2 separate regions of the Rattus norvegicus genome follow, and region 2 is linked to region 1. Evidence: chromatin contacts called from public Hi-C data. All regions are on one chromosome and are shown on one strand. The core of a region is the stretch at or near the end of the contact, and the rest is flanking DNA. Distances in the headings are between cores, read along the strand shown. Region 1 has its middle 18 kb from the start of Ranbp6. Region 2 overlaps Gldc (glycine decarboxylase).

Region 1 (5,550 bases), core at 2,154-4,653:
GTTCCGGCCACCGCATCCTTGGATAAAACACGAGCCACGCCCTTTCTCCTAAGTTGCTCTGCGTCAAGATGTTTATCACAATAACGGAAAGCAAACTGGGACAGTATGGTTAAGAATTTTAAGTTCTATCAAATGTCTTTGTGAGCTTCGATTGCTGTGACAAAACACCATGGGCAGGGCAACTTATAGACAAAAGGGTTTCTTAGTAGTTTCCGGTTTCACAGGATGATTCCACAGCCATCATAGAAGGGAGCATGGCAGCAGGCAGGCAAGGGCACTGAGCTATTGCTAAGACTTTGCTCTTTGATCCACAAGCAGGAGGCAGATTGAGGTAAACTGGAGTGGTTTGGCCTTTTGAAACCTCAAAGCTCACCACACACCTGAACCAACAAACACACACCTCCCGAATGGTTTCACTAACTGGGAACCAGGTACTCAAACATCTGTATCTATGGGGGTCATTTGCTATTGAAAGCATTTTACATCTTACCAGTGGGTGGCGCCCCTGCTTTAGGACTGAAGTAAGCTGCTTGACCACCACAAGGGACCTTCCTAGAGGTTTGAGGAACAATGGGAATGAATGAGGCCCAGAAAGTTACAATACTGTAAGTGAAAGTTACAGATTTCTAGCAGAGGTAAAGCCAGTCCACTAATTAAGGTGTTATAGTCTGGTATAGAGGGACCGGAAAACACAGAGATGGTTATATTGACAAAAATCAACGCCTAATTGCAAATAACAATTTGGGAGCGGGTGAGTGGGTGGGGGAATCCCCTCATAGAGAGGCCAACGGGAGCGGGCAGAGGGAGGCATGAGATGGGGGTTTTATGGAGAGGTAACTGGGAAGGGGGATATAATTTGAAATGTAAATGAATAAAATGACTAATAAAAAATAGTTGGAAGAGAAGGTGGTGGTAGTGAAATGGGCAGAGTTACAGATGAAATAAGAATTGCTTGTGACTCTTGCCAAAGTAAGGTGAGGGATAAATAGAGGGTTCTTATGTAATCCATGGTTTTGTATATATTTGAAAATTTTTCATTAAGAATGAAACCAACCTACGAATAAGATAGCAATGCTGAGAATACACACCAAACCACAGAGTTAATAGGAAGGAAAGGCTAAATATTGACCCAGAGGAGGCTGTAGCTCACAGGAAATGAAGAAACCCAATGAATGTGTAGTACTGAGTCATATTGTTTAAACTTCAATTTGATTGCCGGGGGGGGGGGGGGGGAGAGGAATCGCATTGTATTAGCTTGAAAAGTCAGTTTTTAAACAAAGTATAAATTGTCTTGTCCTTTTGTTTGGGGTGAATCTGGGATAAGCAGATGGGTGATACTGTCGACAGAAAGTCCAGAGTTAGGGAAGACAAAAAACTCTAGCCTTCAGACACAAAGGAGTGAGAGAAAATGTCCTCCTTACAATTGTAAATTCTTCATGGCTCAAATTCAGAGAGGACTGAGCTGGCTCATTCTGATTAATGATGGTTCATTTAAGGATACTTCTTTTAAGGGATATGTTTTATGTCCTCTGAAGAGTTTTCCCAGGTTGTTGTAGATAGATAGATATCCATGGAATTTAATATTTCTGAAGCATTAATAAAAATAGTTTAAAAAAACCTATGAAATTTTCTATCCATACAAAGGGGTAAAATCCCTTTCAAGTGATCTTTCTTAGTATTCAGAAAAGTCTTGCTTTAATTGTAAAAGGATATATATAAATAAATAACATATATATATATATAAATTTATGTGTGTAGTTGTTTTGCTTAAATGTATGTTTGTGCATTATTTGCTTGAAGAGCCCACAGAGACATTAGATCCCCAAGAACCAGAGTTATAGATGGTTGTAAGCTGCCATGTGGATTCAGGCCATCAAATCTGGGTCCTCAGAGATAGGAGCCAGTGCTCTTAAACTGAGCCATTTCAGCAGCTCCAGGAAAGCTCCCAGTTTTAAAGATTTTGCACAGTAAGATAAAGAAGGTATTTCTATTTTCAAGTTACACAAGGCCAAGTTACAACAATCACAACTTATTCTGTTATACATGCATGGTACTCTCTTCTCTTAAATAAAAGAAATGATTTATTAATGGTAAAGCGATGCATTTCCTTTAAACCAAAATTTACTTATAACCCTACTAATGATTCAGTCAGTTATCTCATTGGAAAACTGAATGTTTTCCCTTCCACATTCTAGCTATCCTTGAGGCTCTGCCAAGAGATGGAATTTGGAATAAGGACGATATGACTTACAGGCAGCCAGAGGCCTGAGTGTCACACTTCTGGCCACCAAGGACTGTGGTGAAGAAGAGAGAGGGCCTTGCTGCACATCACACTTGGGCTGTAGAAGGAGCTGTCACATCAACCATGGGCAGCCTCTGCATAGTGTGGGACACTGCTTACACCTCCTTTGATGCTTTGGCTGTTAGGTGCTGAGGATGGAAACCTGTGCTAGATTCCTCAAAGGCTGTGAGGAGTTTAAATGCAAGCCGTGAAGCTGGGACTGGGAGAATGTGTGGATACCCAGGGATGCTGTGGTCCTAAGCAAGAGAAGGTCGGGAGAGAACCAGATATCACTAGACTATCATGGGGCCAAATGCCTCAAACCATTTCAGACTCAGTAAATGCTTGAAGTTATACCAGGAAGCTGAGATTTTATCTGTGGGCTCCCTTGTCTTCTGGGACATTTTTTTTTTTTTTTAGGAGAGCACGAGTGTGCCGTCTATTTGTTCTGTCTCGTCAGTCATGTTTAGGATTTAGTTAGTGCTTCCTTAGACAGTGAGCTAAAGCTGCAGAGTTAAACAAGAACATCAGAAGATTCTGCCTGGTCCCCTTTTCACTCTGGACTATGTTTTGTGTGTCAACTTGACACAAGCTGGAGTTATCACAGAAAAAGGAGCCTCAGTTGTGAAAATGCCTTCATGAGATCCAGCTGTAAGGCATTTTCTCAACTAGTGGTCAAGGGGGGAGGACCTGGCCCATTGTGGGTGGTGCCGTCCCTGGGCTGGTGGTCTTGGGTTCTTCTATAAGAGAGCAAACTGACCAAGCCAGGGGAAGTGAGCCAGTAAGTAATATCCCTCCATGGCCTCTGCATCAACTCCTGCTTTCTGACCTGCTTGAATTCCAGTCCTGACTTCCTTTGGTAATGAAACAGCAATGTGGAAGTGTAAGCTGAATAAACCCTTTCCTCCCCAACTTGCTTCCTGGTCATGTTTGTGCAGGAATAGAAACCCTGACTAAGACACTGCCTTCACACCTCGGATGTTTACCTTGACTCAGAAGGAATATGTTTCTACTTCATTCACATCATTATTGTTGGTGTTGCTATTGTACATATCCAGATTTCTCAGAATGCAGAGTGAGGAGAGGACCACAAATAGCAGGAATAGTGTTGACTCAGGCAGAAAGCCTGTGGCCCTGCGGCATGAGCATCATAGTTACCTTAACTCCTCTGGCATTTAGGGCGGTGGCTGTGGTGAGCCCAGGACAGTTAGTTAACTTTCACCCACAGTCACCCTGTGCATTTCTTTGCCCTTATGGCCTCAGAGTCCGACTTCTGGTCCTCCCTCCAACAGTCTTTGAGTAACAGCTAGCCTTTAATGAGTTTCCTTGTTACCTCCTCCTCCTCCCCTTTCCTCTTCTCCCTCTTCTTCCTCCTGTTCCTACTCCTCCACCTCCTCCTCTTCCTCCTTCCTTAAACCCTTAGTTCTGTTGTTGGTTGCTAAGTTCCCTAGCAATACACTTCTGAAAGGCAAATTCAAGGTTCATGTCAGCCAAATCCCTACTTACATGCATTAATACTCTAGAATTTTCACTTGCTGACTTGCTGACTTCTGCTTCAAATCTATAAATTTAAACACACACATAATATTTTACACAAAGCTTTCCTTTTATGAAGAAAAACCAGAGTGCTAACTGAATGATATCATCCAATCATATCATAGTGAAAGTGACCCTTCAGGGCACCCATAGACTGTGCCTCAGCTTCACAATGAAGTTCAATGACAGTATGATAGCTTTCCTTTGTTCCCTTGTTTGTAATCTCTTCTTTGGTTCTTTTTTTAAAAAAGATTTTATTTATTTACTGTATGTATGTGAGTACACTGTCACTGTCTTCAGACACACCAGAAGAGGGCATCAGATCTCATTACAGATGGTTGTGAGCCACCATGTGGTTGCTGGGAATTGAACTCAGGACCTCTGGAAGAGCAGACAGTGCTCTTAACCACTGAGCCATCTCTCCAGCCCCCTCTTTGGTTCTTAAAGACAGACATTTCTAAAGTAACATTTAAATATGGGTGTATATAAGATTAAGTTTCAACTATGCTCCTAACGTAAAGTCTTGACCATTAGAAATGCCATTTATGGTCAGAACCAGATATGCCGGATCTGACCTGATCTCCCTTCTTCAGTGTCTTCTGGAAATGTTTTTAACTTTTACAGTATCAACAACCATCTCTGGCCAGACATTCTGTGCAGAGGGAAACCCATGGTGACTCTGTGCTCTTTTAGGATTCAAGAGACATTAATTTTGAGCATAGGCAGTATTATCTGGATTTGACCTCTTGGGGAATATTCTGAAGTTTTTCCTTTCCCAGAACTGCTTTTAGAAATGACATTGTGAACATTAATTAGCCAGTAACCTATTCTCGTTAATAGTAATTTACATGCGCAATAAACTATAGCCCTCGTGAGCACCGGAGACGGACACACTAATCCCTTTGGAGTAGCACATGGGCGTCAGGGTGTCTTCGTTTCTTTTCCTGTTGCTGCGATTAAGTACTCTGACAAGAGCAGCCCAAGGAAGGGAGGGTTTATTTGGGTTCCCAGATTAAGATGGGGAAGTCAAGACCTCAGGCGGTTGAGGTCACATGACCCGTGGCTGGGGTGCAGAGCGTGATGAGTGAGTCTCTTACTTTCTGTTTCATACAGCCCAGCCCTACCCTGCGAATGGTACCTCAGGGGGCAAGTCCTTCCATCTCAACATAACCGAGGCGTGCCCAGGGATTCTAGATTCTGACAAGTAGGCAACAGTAACCCTCATGATGCCATCTCTATTTCTGTCCCAGTTTCTCTTCCTGTTGCTGTAATAAATTACCATGGAAAAAAGCAACGTCGGAAGAAAGGGTTTATTTCGGGCTCCCAGCTTCACCACGGCAAGGAAGTTAAGGCAGCAAGGCTTTAAGCTGGTCGTATATTTTTGTCTGCAGTCAACATGGAACAAGGAGGGAGTCCTGCATTCTGTAACTGTTCTAACCCCAGATCTCAAGCGCTTCCACATTCCAGCTACAAAATGGCTCCAATGGCCTGAGAGCCAACCACACTGTCAGATTTATCACAGCAACAGCCTCACTTCTGGGTACCAATGCCAGTCTAGATTTCTTTTCCTGTTTCTGTGATAAAATGTCTCTGACAAAACCATTTAAAGAAGAAAGGGGTCATTTTAGTTCATAGTTCCAAAGTCTGGTCCATCATGATGGGGGAGTCAAGGCCATAGGAGCTTGAAGAGGTTTGTCACATCCACCCGGGATTAGGAAGCAGGGAGGGAGGGG
Region 2 (5,550 bases), core at 1,284-3,783, 330 kb after region 1:
TGAAGTAGCAACAAAAATAATTTTATGCTGGGTGGGGTCACCATATCACAAACTGTATTAAAGGGTCGCAGCATTAAGAGGCTTGAGAACCACTGGTCTAAAATAAATCACTCTGGGTCAGACTCCGGATGTTTGAACCAACACTGGCTACTGAGTTGCGTTGAGCCAAACTGTCTCCTTGCTTCCCTGGGTTCATCTCTCTGCTGCCGAGATGCTTACAGAAACCCTTCTAGTCTTGCAACACATTAAAAATCAAAAATATTTGAGGGGCCGACTGAGGATGATGTAAAGTTGGCACAGTGCTTCTGAAACTCGTGTGAGTTTTACCCATAGACCAGCACAGACTGGATGTGTGACATACACCTACAATCCTAGTGCTAGGGAGGTAGAGGCAAGAAGATGAACAATTCCATCTGTACAGGGCTGGAGAGGTGGCTCAGTGGTTAAGAGCGCTGGTTGCTCTCTCAGAGGACCTAAGTTCAGTTCCCAGCACCAATGTTGTGGCCTACGACCTTGTGTAAATGCAGTTCCAAGACATTGGACACCCTCTTCTGACCACGAATATTCATATGTTAAAACACTTACACATGTAAAATAAAAATAAATAAATATAAAAAAGTTGTGAAACCCTTGGCTACACTAGATCTTGACTTAAACAAGCAAGCAAACAAGAAAACCCAAAAACAAATTAAAATAAACAAACAAATAAATAAGAACATTTGAGCTATGTGAGTAACTCAGGAGCAGATCCGTTGCCTGGCCTGAGTTAAATACACCACCAAAAAGACAACAAAAAACAAACAAACAACCGAGATTTGTAAACTACAGGGTGTAGCTCATTAGTCAAGTCCTTACTTGCTGGGTGTGTGTGTGTGTGTGTGTGTGTTTCACTAGCACAACAAAATAAGTAAGCAAAAATAAAAACATCTGTTCTGTTCATCAGTGATATTATCAGGAGAGCCAAGAAGCTGTTCTAATGATGGGGAAAGTGTGTGCAGATCATACAGATTTTATATCTAGAACATCTAATCTAATACATGCCCTGTTCCTCATCCCTCCCTATGTCAACAGCATGGTGTGCTGGTTTGCCTTTGTGAACTTGACCCAAGCTAAAGTCACCTGGGAAGAGGGAATCTTTGCCTAGGAACTTCCTCCATCAGATTGGCCCTTGGCAAATCTGTGGGGCACTTTCTTGATTGAGGACTGATGCAGGAGGATGGCGTATGTTGCTGCCACACTGGGCTCATGGGCCTGGATTTTGTGAGAAACAAGCCGATAAGCAGTGTCCCTCTATGCTTTCCACCTGAGTTCCTGCCCTGCCTTTCCTCAGTGATATACTGTAACCTTCCTGCTTTTGGTTGCTTTTGGTCATAGTGTTTTTATCACAGCAGCAGAAAACAAATGGAAAGACACAGCTACCTCAAGTCATGTCAATGACTCCAGAAACATCCCTCAAATGTATATAGACCAACAATCTTGAGGAAACTCACTTTGGTGTTCTACAGGAAAGGAGTTTACCTGGTCCTATTTACTTAATAAATTTCAACGTTGGGGGACCACTGGGAAGCTTCATGGTAGTTTATAACTAGTCTCTGGAGTTGAATAATGCTCTTAATAAGTCTGGACAACCAAAGACCATCACTCAGTACTCTGAAGAGTTTATTTCAACTCCTACTGTAAAAGCTTTCTTTCACTAATTCAGTAAACAAATATTCACTGAATATTCTCAATATATATAACAAGCATATGCTCTGCTTAGACCCTGCCATGGGTCTAGAGAGCCATCTCTTTCACTTCTGTCCTACAGCATGGTAAGCCTGTGCCTCGTTCATCCCTGATGGTTGGCTATTGTGGGAACCCACTCAGTCACACAGAACAGCTTCAGTGTCTCAGGCATCTGTCTTCCTGGCCTTTATGACTGTTTCCACCAGGGTAGAATATATATCTGAACCTACCCTTCTCCTCTCACACCATCTTGATGTATCACAGCTCACGCTCACGCTCCTATCTTAAGGTAGGTAACTGACCCGAGCCCTGGTAAGAAAGAAGCTGGCCCGCTCTGCCCCTGGTTTCCTCGCAGACCATGCTGGGATTACTTCTCTGGCTCCTTACTGGACGGTATATTTAGTAGAGGCAGGAACCATGCTCAGTTCGTCATCATAACCTCAGGGTATACATTATCTGACACATATTACATCCTTGAGAATTACTCGTTAAATGAATGGGTGTCACATCCAGAATTGACAGAAACCGAGATGCAATGTCACAAATCTTTGCGTTAAAGTCAGGGTGCAGCACCACTAATAATTCACCTAGCCTGGATGTCCCGACCTGGGTAGGGTCTGTTCGCAGTGACTTTTAGTTTTCAGCAGTCACGGGAACAAGGGACAGATAGGCAGTGCCATAAATTGAACAGCAGGATGGCCATTGCCACACTTGAGCGCTTTCTAACTCATATTCAGGCCCACAAAAGGCAGAGCGGAGCCATTCTCGACACCGCACCTAATAATCATGATGAATGGAACATGTCTTTACTTACGGTGGATGACTCACAGCCAAAGATCCACAGTAAATCATCCAGATCTTTCTCAGTGACTGTTTCATCCAAAGAAATGCCAAGCTACAGAAACAAAAACCAAACGGAAGCCATCAGCTCCAAACTCCAGATCACAGGAGGAAAACTGTCCAAGACGCCAAAAGGGAGAACGTTCTGATCCTAGAACACCAGGAACTGTGAGGGGCAAGTTGACCTTTAAGGGAAAGGGACTAGACCAGTCTCAAACCTGACAAGCTTTAATTAAATTTGGCAAGACAACTGTGGACGCTAACAGTCCAGTGACTTCAGGATGCTCCCACAGGCACTAAATGTGGTTAGCGTCTTCATCCCCCAAATCTCCTTTGTTATCTGACTTAGACACTAAAGCATGAACAGTCCCCACATACAAAAACAATCGGGAAACGCTGAGCACAATTTATGCTTCTTCGAAAAGATCACAGTAGAACAGGCTAGAAATTCGAAACTGTTTACAAAAGTAGTAGACTCTGAATCCCAGTGTTTCTTTAAACAAAATGGAAGGCTCTTCATGAGAGGACTCATGGAGACACAAAGAACTGGCACAAACACTAAGCCTCTGACTCACTGTGCCGTCATCGAAGAGTCGAAAGTTGATTTGCCTCTGAGCTGCTCTGCCCAACACCTCCTTCAGTGAGCAGCCACACTGAACCTTCAAAGTGTCAAAGAACAGGTCGTGCTGGAGTTGGTGTCCCGCTCGCTTGAGACCTAGGCAAGACGGGGAACACAACCATCTCAGACAGAGCGCTGCACAATAGCCCCTAGCGTCACAGACATCAAGAGGTGACCACTGCATGTTTACCGGCCAACGATTAATGCTATGCTATAGAAAAATCATGAAATACATAGCAACAAGGGAGGAAAAGAAATTACCAGAAGACCAACCAGAAATCATTACTACCTATGTTTTCATGTACAAATTAGAAATGGGTGCAGTCTCATTGTGTCTCTTTATCTATGGCTCTCTCTCTCTCTCTCTCTCTCTCTCTCTCTCTCTCCCTCTGTGTGTGTGTGTGTGTGTGTGTGTGTGTGTGTGTGTGTATCTGTGTGCGTGATTAAAAAGGACATTATGCCTAGCACCCTATAAATTGAGAGGATGAGGCAGGAGGATTATACCAAATTTCACGTAGGTCTGGAACTTATCATGGCTCTTCTTATGCAGTCTTGTCTGTCCTGGAGCTTACCATGTAGACCAGGCTGGCCTTAACTTATGACCATCTTTCTGCCTCAATTTACCTTAACTATGATTACAGACATGAGCCACTATACAAGGTCTCATCTTTGCTTGCCTACAGATCAATTCCCACATAATTATTTTTTCAATAGCTGAATAGATTAGACGAGACACAGTGTGATTATGTGCTGTTGCGCATTTAATCTACTTCCAATAATAGTCCAAAGCTGGACTATCTATTGTAAATGAGGTTTCAATGGACAACCCTCTCACATTTATCAGGTTATTTCCTTTAGATATGTGCCTAAATAGTAGTGTAGCTAGATGATGTTTAGGCACAATTAAGTAGGGTTTTGTTTTAACAGCTAGAAGTTGTTAGTCAACTGCACTTCTCTGTGTGTACAATGTATGTGCATGTGGAGGTCAGAGGTCAGCACTGAGCACCTTCTTCAATCCCTTTCATATTTCTCTCTTTGTTTGTTTGTCTGTTTATTGATTCAGGGCCAACCCAAATCTGGAACACACCAACTCCGCTAAACTAGCTGGCTAGCAAACCAGGGGTTGTTAGTCAATACCTCCCCACCCCTGGGATTATAGCTAGGCCTGAAATCTGAGCCACACCCCGGCTTTTTAAGTGGAGTCTGAGGATCTATATTCAAGACCCTGTGTTTGTGAGGTCATCTTCCCTGAGTCAATTTAATTTTTTTTTTGATACAATGTTTAGCTGTCATCCATAAAAAGCTACCACGATAGGGTATGGCCATTTGACAATCCTTGCCAAAGTAAAAGGTCAAGGGCCTAGAGCCTCAGTGCTAGACATGCAGAGGGCTCTGGAATTCAGCCCCCAAAACCATACAAACAGCAAAAACCAAAAGTAATAAGACAGTGTGTGTGGTGGCACATGTTTATAATCTCACTGCTCGGCAAGCAAGGGCAGGGGATCAGGAGTTCAAGGATCTCTTCAGCCACACAGTTTGAGATTACCTTTGTCAAGAAAACAACAAAAGTAAATGAGTGAATAAAATAGTTCCTGGATTAATAATGAGGTTAAGATTTTGTGGGTCCACTGGTCATTGTTGGTATACTTATTTATTTCTGAATTGTAGAATGACTTTTGATCATTTTCTCATAAAAATGTCCATCCTCCTTTTGCATTTGGGGTGAGAAAGATCAAGAGCTTCATCTATTACAAATATCAACACTCACTGAATGGGGTGACACATGGCTTTAGTCCCAGTCCAAAGCCTGTTTGTTTTACATGGTGAGTTGTAGGTCAGCCAGGGCTGCAGAGTGGGACCATGTCAGAGAGAGAGAGAGACAGAGAGAGAGACAGAGACAGACAGACAGAGAGAGAGAGAGAGAGAGAGAGAGAGAGAGGAGAGGAGAAGAAAAGAAAAAGAGAGAAAAGAAAAAGAAAAAATGAGCAGTCTGTTTGTCATGCTATCGTAGATACTGAAAATACTGTCCTGTTTCTTATTTGACCAATAGTTTGTATTCAGTGTTGTGCCCACCCAAAGACTTCACATCCTTAAAACACATGTATCCATCTTATTATGTTGGGAACATAAATCACTCACCTTCAGACAAAATCAAAGTAGCATTATGAACTCTTTTGGCAATGTGCTGAAGCCCATGGGATCCATGGTAAATGGCAAACATGGCGGCCATGTTGGCTAACAGGGCCTGAAACAAGACAGAACAATTACAGACTCAACCATGTGTTAGAAGACAGGTGGGGGTGGAGGAAGGAACTACAGATTTAGGATGCCCAAGCTGAAGAAAAATGAGCCCAAAATGATTTAAT

The links. Hi-C and Micro-C count contacts between places; a contact is called where the count stands out from the background.
Region 2: a contact with region 1 is called in a Hi-C map of the A7r5 cell line, with 9 times the contacts expected there. The contact joins two enhancer-like sites. A contact is called at or near these places in 5 of 12 Hi-C or Micro-C datasets (the A7r5 cell line, frontal cortex, kidney and 2 more).

Annotation. Positions count from the first base shown.
Region 1 is chr1:237,005,463-237,011,012 of GRCr8, forward strand. No RefSeq gene overlaps it. Among named protein-coding and RNA genes, the nearest start is that of Ranbp6, 18 kb to the left of the region's middle. Within about 2 kb of position 3,404, at least 3 of the 93 cell types and tissues checked have an H3K27ac peak or open chromatin away from gene starts, as enhancers often do. A contact at or near this core is called in the A7r5 cell line, where this site is marked.
Region 2 is chr1:237,331,483-237,337,032 of GRCr8, forward strand. It overlaps Gldc (glycine decarboxylase), which reads right to left. Exons shown (of 25, transcript NM_001415944.1): 9 at 5,324-5,429; 10 at 3,141-3,280; 11 at 2,540-2,620. Among named protein-coding and RNA genes, the nearest start is that of Gldc, 41 kb to the right of the region's middle. Within about 2 kb of position 2,534, at least 7 of the 93 cell types and tissues checked have an H3K27ac peak or open chromatin away from gene starts, as enhancers often do. A contact at or near this core is called in the A7r5 cell line, where this site is marked.